Regions from separate parts of the Pan troglodytes genome. Here region 1 is linked to region 2. The links are chromatin contacts, called in public Hi-C maps. All regions are on one chromosome and are shown on one strand. The core of a region is the stretch at or near the end of the contact, and the rest is flanking DNA. Distances in the headings are between cores, read along the strand shown. Region 1 overlaps TRPM3 (transient receptor potential cation channel subfamily M member 3). Region 2 holds the start of KLF9 (KLF transcription factor 9).

The links. Hi-C and Micro-C count contacts between places; a contact is called where the count stands out from the background.
Region 1: a Hi-C map of stem cell-derived neural progenitor cells shows a contact between it and region 2, with 4 times the contacts expected there. The contact joins the enhancer-like site here to the promoter of KLF9 in region 2. A contact is called at or near these places in 2 of 7 Hi-C or Micro-C datasets (blood and stem cell-derived neural progenitor cells) and 1 of 1 datasets of contacts at active chromatin or transcription factors (stem cell-derived excitatory neurons).

What each region holds. Positions count from the first base shown.
Region 1 is chr11:61,108,244-61,111,059 of NHGRI_mPanTro3-v2.0_pri, forward strand. The region is part of intron 20 of TRPM3 (transient receptor potential cation channel subfamily M member 3); the gene reads right to left. LOC104007884 (a long non-coding RNA gene) reads left to right here. Exons shown (of 5, transcript XR_008537294.2): 4 at 2,003-2,090. Among named protein-coding and RNA genes, the nearest start is that of KLF9, 190 kb to the left of the region's middle. Within about 2 kb of position 1,273, at least 19 of the 24 cell types and tissues checked have an H3K27ac peak or open chromatin away from gene starts, as enhancers often do. A contact at or near this core is called in stem cell-derived neural progenitor cells, where this site is marked.
Region 2 is chr11:60,922,536-60,925,235 of NHGRI_mPanTro3-v2.0_pri, forward strand. KLF9 (KLF transcription factor 9) reads right to left here and starts at 1,298. Exons shown (of 2, transcript XM_520067.8): 1 at 1-1,298. LOC104007884 (a long non-coding RNA gene) reads left to right here. Exons shown (of 5, transcript XR_008537294.2): 1 at 1-80.

The sequences.
Region 1 (2,816 bases), core at 23-2,522, 190 kb after region 2:
GACTGTTGTGTAGGCACTAACAGCAATTTTCCAGTTCCTTGCATATCCTAACTCCTTTGTGGGACTCTTGCCTTACCTTAAACTTAGAGGGGCTACCACGCATGGGTCTATGAAATGCACAGCTGGACAGCAGAAGTTGCACCCATCCTGCATCACAGACCACCCCAGGATGTGAGAAGCCAGGGAATGCCACTTAGTGAAGCTGTGCACCAGGGCCACCTTCCTCAATTGCTGGTGTTTACCTCTGAGGATTCCATCTCTTCAAACCATGACCAACCCCTTTCCCCACCTCAGAACCTCTCAAAGGAGAGGAGAGAAAAGACTGGAGGCAGGTCTATATCCAGCTATTTGTGTGAATCCTCATGTCCACTATAATGATTTACCTAATTCTCAAATACTAAGGAAGACGGGTTTTTGTAAGTCAGGGCTGGGACTTGGAAGCTGAGCAGGGTACCAGGAGCTACCTGGGAGCCCTATTTTTCACAGGCAGTGTCCTGCCCTAAGCCCTAGCCCAGGGTTTTTAAACTTCAGTGCACATCAGAATCACCTGGAAGGCTGGGTAAAATACAGATGCTGGGCCCTCAGTCTGGAGTTTCTGCTTCAGGAGGCTGGGGGTGGGGTGGAGGATTTACATGTCTAACAAGTTCCCAGCTCCTGCTGGTGGCCACAGTTTGAGAACCACTGCCCTAGTCATCAGCAATCTCTGCAGCTGGTGTTGTCCTGATGGCTTCTCACTCCCTGGCTGCATCTTAACAGAGCAAAAATCCGTGTATGTAGCTGGGAGAGGGGGTTGATGGGCAATGCCTTGAGCTTTTCCAACCCTTTGCTCACACTTTCCTAAAACTGCTAAACACAGAGGTTTGTAGTATCATTTTTAAATAGTGAAGCATTTTTTGGTAAAGTCCCAACATTAAAAAAGATGAGAGCAGAACAGTCCGGGGTGAGGCAGAAGTGGAAAGTCAAGAATCCCCCCTGCCTCCTCCACCTCTCGAACCAGCCCTCAGTCACCTGTCTTAGAACCCTGGGAGCCTGAGGAGCATCGTGGGGGAGTAGAAAGAGCAGTGAGTCTAGGGACGGATCTGTCAGGTTTCATACTCAGTTGTCCTTTCTAGCTGTGGGATACGGGGAAATTGCTAAAACCCTGAGTCTCAGTTCCCAGACCTGTGCAGTGGGACGTCATCATAGTCACGCCATCGACCTCACAGAGTTGTCGGCGGGGGTAGGATCCAGATGAGATAACGTCTACCCACGCATGCTGTAAACAGTGCCATGCTATTAAGGGATTACCGGGGCTTGCTTTGGTGACTCCGGGCAGAAGTATGTGGGGCTGGGAATGGGGGTATCATGGGAAACCACAAAGCCTTCCTTTTGTGTATCCCTGGGAAGGCACCAAAGCATGCAAACTTTTCCACATTTCCAGGATCTTGCGTCTGAGCTCTGGAGGTCCTGCGTGCTGACTGTGAAGAGGCAGGAAGGGCATGGCCTGTGGGGTCCTCACCCTTTGGTCGTCAAGCAACTCTTCAGTGAGTTCAGGGCAGGACACAGGGGTTGGGGCGCCGCCTCACTGAGCCGCAGAGGAAAAGGTCAGACTCGGAGGTGGTCACCGCCTCACTCCCCACGGGAAGCGGGAATCTTCAGTTGACCCCTTCCTGACTCCAGCCTCCAAAGCCCTGCCCTCCCTGCTATTCTATGCCTCTTCAGGAGAAATGGATATCCAGGCCTCGAGGCTCCTGGCAGCCTGCCCGTTTGGCAGCCTCTGCCAGAACAGTCCGTGGAGTACAGACTGCTCCCTGTCTTCTCCCAGTCTGGTCCCTGGAGAGACTCCAATCTCCCTGCTCGAGTCCTTCCCTTTTCTGCTTATCATGGGGAAGGAATATGCGTCTAGGCGTTAAATCGCTCGAGTGCCAGCTGGCACAGCACAGCCACAGGGCCCCAGCAGGAGCAGGCCTCAGTTCTCAGAGAGCTGCACAAAGACCAAAGCAAATTTATTACTGTTTTTCAGTTTACAAATGGGAAATCCACAACATTGGTCAAGAAGAAAAGGCACCATGAATGGGAAGACCGAAGTGTAGACAACCAGCTGGAACAAGGCAAGGCATTCCTTTTTTTTTTTTTTTTTTTTTTTTTAAATCCAGGCTCTTGTAAAATAAGACTAGCAGACCCACTCCCAAGTTCTCAGGATGGGGAGATGGTAGTCAGAGTTAAAATATCACCCAAATAGTTTAAAAACTCAAGAGAAGGGCTTAAGAGATAAGACATTTTTTAATGATCCCAGTACAACTGCATCTAACAGATACTGCATCTTTTCTCTGGAAGAGAACATTATAGAGCTGAAACCCTTGCCTTTTAACCTGTCTTTGTAATGAAGGCAAGAATGAAGTTGTGGATTTGTAGGAGTCCTTTTTTCCTATGGTGCCCAGTATGTTTTCCCACCCACTGCAGTATAGCATTTAGGGTTGTTCTTGAGCTCTTAAAGACCCAGTGGACTTGAACGGGAGCATTTCTTCCAGAAAGGGCCTGTCCTGCTTACTGTCATTTCAGGAAAAATGCAGAGAAATCAGCACTACCTCCTAAGCCTGCCTTCCTAATGGCTTTCCCTGATGAAATAGGAGCTTGTGGTGAACATTGAGTGGGGCTGCAGAGCCCTCTTGTGGATTTTCACTTAATCACATTCTTTTTAGCAGCTCTGAATCTGATGGGCCCCTGAGGTTAGCTCTGATTTCAAATAAACCATTTAGGGGTGGCATTTTGAAGGCTCCTTTTAGGCCATAGAAGTGGGGGGAGAAAAGAGGGACCCTGCACTCACAACCCGAAGG
Region 2 (2,700 bases), core at 48-2,547:
GCTTCGGTTTTCCAGCTCCCAAACAGTTAAGTGACTTCCTGCAAACGCTACAGTCCCAGCAACCAGCCTTCCAATCAAAAGTAAGTTGGTTGATGTCACTGGCATTGGCTCGGCCAATCACAAGGGCGTTCCGAAAGCAAGCGCTCGACACTTGTAAACGCGAAGAGCTGTAGTGAAACTGGACACATCTTTGTATTTTGTGTTGCTGGTAGTAAATTTGAGTTATGGATGAGAGGACAGGGGTGATGAATAAATGCAGTGTGAATCTATAATTTAAAAAACCCCATTATGTCAGGATAAGTCCAAGAATAAACACAAATGAGTAAGAATTCGTTTTGTTATATATTTTTTGGACGCAGCATACTTTGGGGCAGATGTTTAAAAATTCTTCCATCCAATACATTAACTATGACCAATTCATCTTAAAAATGCAGTGCTAACAAAAGTTCTGGTTTTACAGCATAGCCTTTTTACTGCCTGAGATTCTTCCATTGAAACATCCCATCTTTGCTTGTCATATCTCTTAATTCCTCTACTTCTCCGGTGCAATTTAGTCTAAATAAATTCTTTTAGCTTTATTTGGAAGCTATTTTTAACCCACTTTCAGAAAAACGGAGACAAAAACCATTCATTTGTGTAACTTTTATAAAAAACCCACCATTCTTAGCTCTTTTTCTTTCCAGAGCCCCTGCATGGTTTTTAGGACATGTTTCTCTTCCCTCACTTCACAAATGTGGAGACTGAGTTACAGAGAAGTGACTTATTTATCTTATTAGACAGATAATGATAGAACTCAATAGAAACCACAAGTCCCCTGATTTCTAGCTCTTTGTGCTTGCAACTAAGTCCTTTTGGTTTTGTGAAATATTAACTGTGCGGAACAGATTTTTAGGGACTGGAACAAGCTGGAAATCCTTAGCCATGGAATACTGTGGCATTACTTGGTCAACAATTAGTATGGGTCTTGGAGTCTGATTAACTTGGTTTACCCCTCCGTCTGAATTAACGATGTGGTTGTTTTCCATCTTGATAGCTAGAAAAGAATCTAGGGCTAGTTCTTTTTGCAAGAGGCATACTGTCAGCACAATTCATTAAAAATAATTCACTTTCGTGAATGTGAGAGGTACCTGATTCTATGTGATGCGGATTCGGTGAGTTCCAACCCTGACCCCCCACTGGCTATTAACCTTTGTTAAGAGAAAGTTACACCAGGTTCTGGTCTCCGAGGCAAGGGTCTCAAATTGACTCTACCAATGTGAGGTCTACAGTAGTTTCTTTTGACTTTGTTTTTAAAGTGGCACATCAAAAAAAAAAAAAAATTAAAAAAAGTTAGCCAGGTGTGGTGGCTCGCACCTGTAGTCCCAGCTACTCAGGAGGCTGAGGCTGAAGGACTGCGTCAGCCTAGGTCAAGGCTGCAGTGAGCCCTGATTACACCACTGTACTACTCCAGCCTGGGCAACAGAGCAAGGCCCTGTTTTTTTTGTATTTTTTAAAATCATAACTAAGGGTGGCTCAGGTAAGTAAGAGTATAATAGATTTTAATTAAAAAATAACAAACCTGACAAGACCAGTTCAATAAAAGTGTACAGCTTAAAAAAATAAATAAAACAACAACAAAAATATTAAAGTGGTACAGGGAAGATATTGCAGTAGGTGACTGCAGGTGGAAGAAAGGTGTAGATAGGGGATACTGGGCAACCAAGAATATGATCACCATCAGCATCATTATCACCGACCCCTTTCATGGAGGGCTTACTCTGTGTCAGGCCCTGTACCAAGCACCCTGCATGCATCCCTGTAAGGTAGGTATACAGTGTATAAAAAACTCCAAGCCATCTTGGAGTTCTTGCATTTTTAGAACTTAATCTCTTAATTTTAGAAAAGAATTCACTGAAGCCCAGGGGAGTTTGCCTACTTCATGATTTTTCTGGGACAAATTTTGTCCCCTAGGATACACGATCACTTAGAAATTGCACCTTTGCCTGCCTCCTTAAGGCCCAGTGCACATACCAGCAGGATCTCTCCAGGATCTCTATGATCATGGCCTGTACAACCCCTCAGACTTGCATTTTAACTGGGATTGTACTGGTGAAACAGACTGCTCGGGCCTGGACATCTATAGACAGCCCTAGGACCACCATCATCATTATTCCAGAATAGAGGAAAAGTCTGTATCTTTCCTTGAAGATTATATAATCCAGGAATTTGAATACATCAGTCACTTTAGGTTTTTTAAAAATATAAACTTTTCCCTTCCTTACTCCTTGCCAGCTTTTCTTTAATTCCCTTTAATTTCACTTTGTTTGAACTGGACATAAACACTGAATTCTCCAAACTCACTCATTTCAGAGTTACAAAAGAAAGTAATAAAAGAAAACTGAGATTTCATCTACATGAATTTCTCACACATTTACAAACATAACTGCTGCTTGACTTGATTTAGAATATCTTTTTAAACCCAGCAATTCTAGAACTGTAGAATGCTTTCTCTTTTTTCTCCTTTTCCACTCATTCATTCTCCAGATATTTATGTTCCTGGCAATGAGCTAGGCATGGGGGAATACAGAAATGAAAAGAGACTCTGTCCTCCATGAAGTTTATATGTTAAAAACGTATATATAAAATAACATATCAGCAAATAATTATTTCTATGTCAGGATTTTTTTCTTGTATTTTCAACAGTGAAGTTTCCTTGGGGGT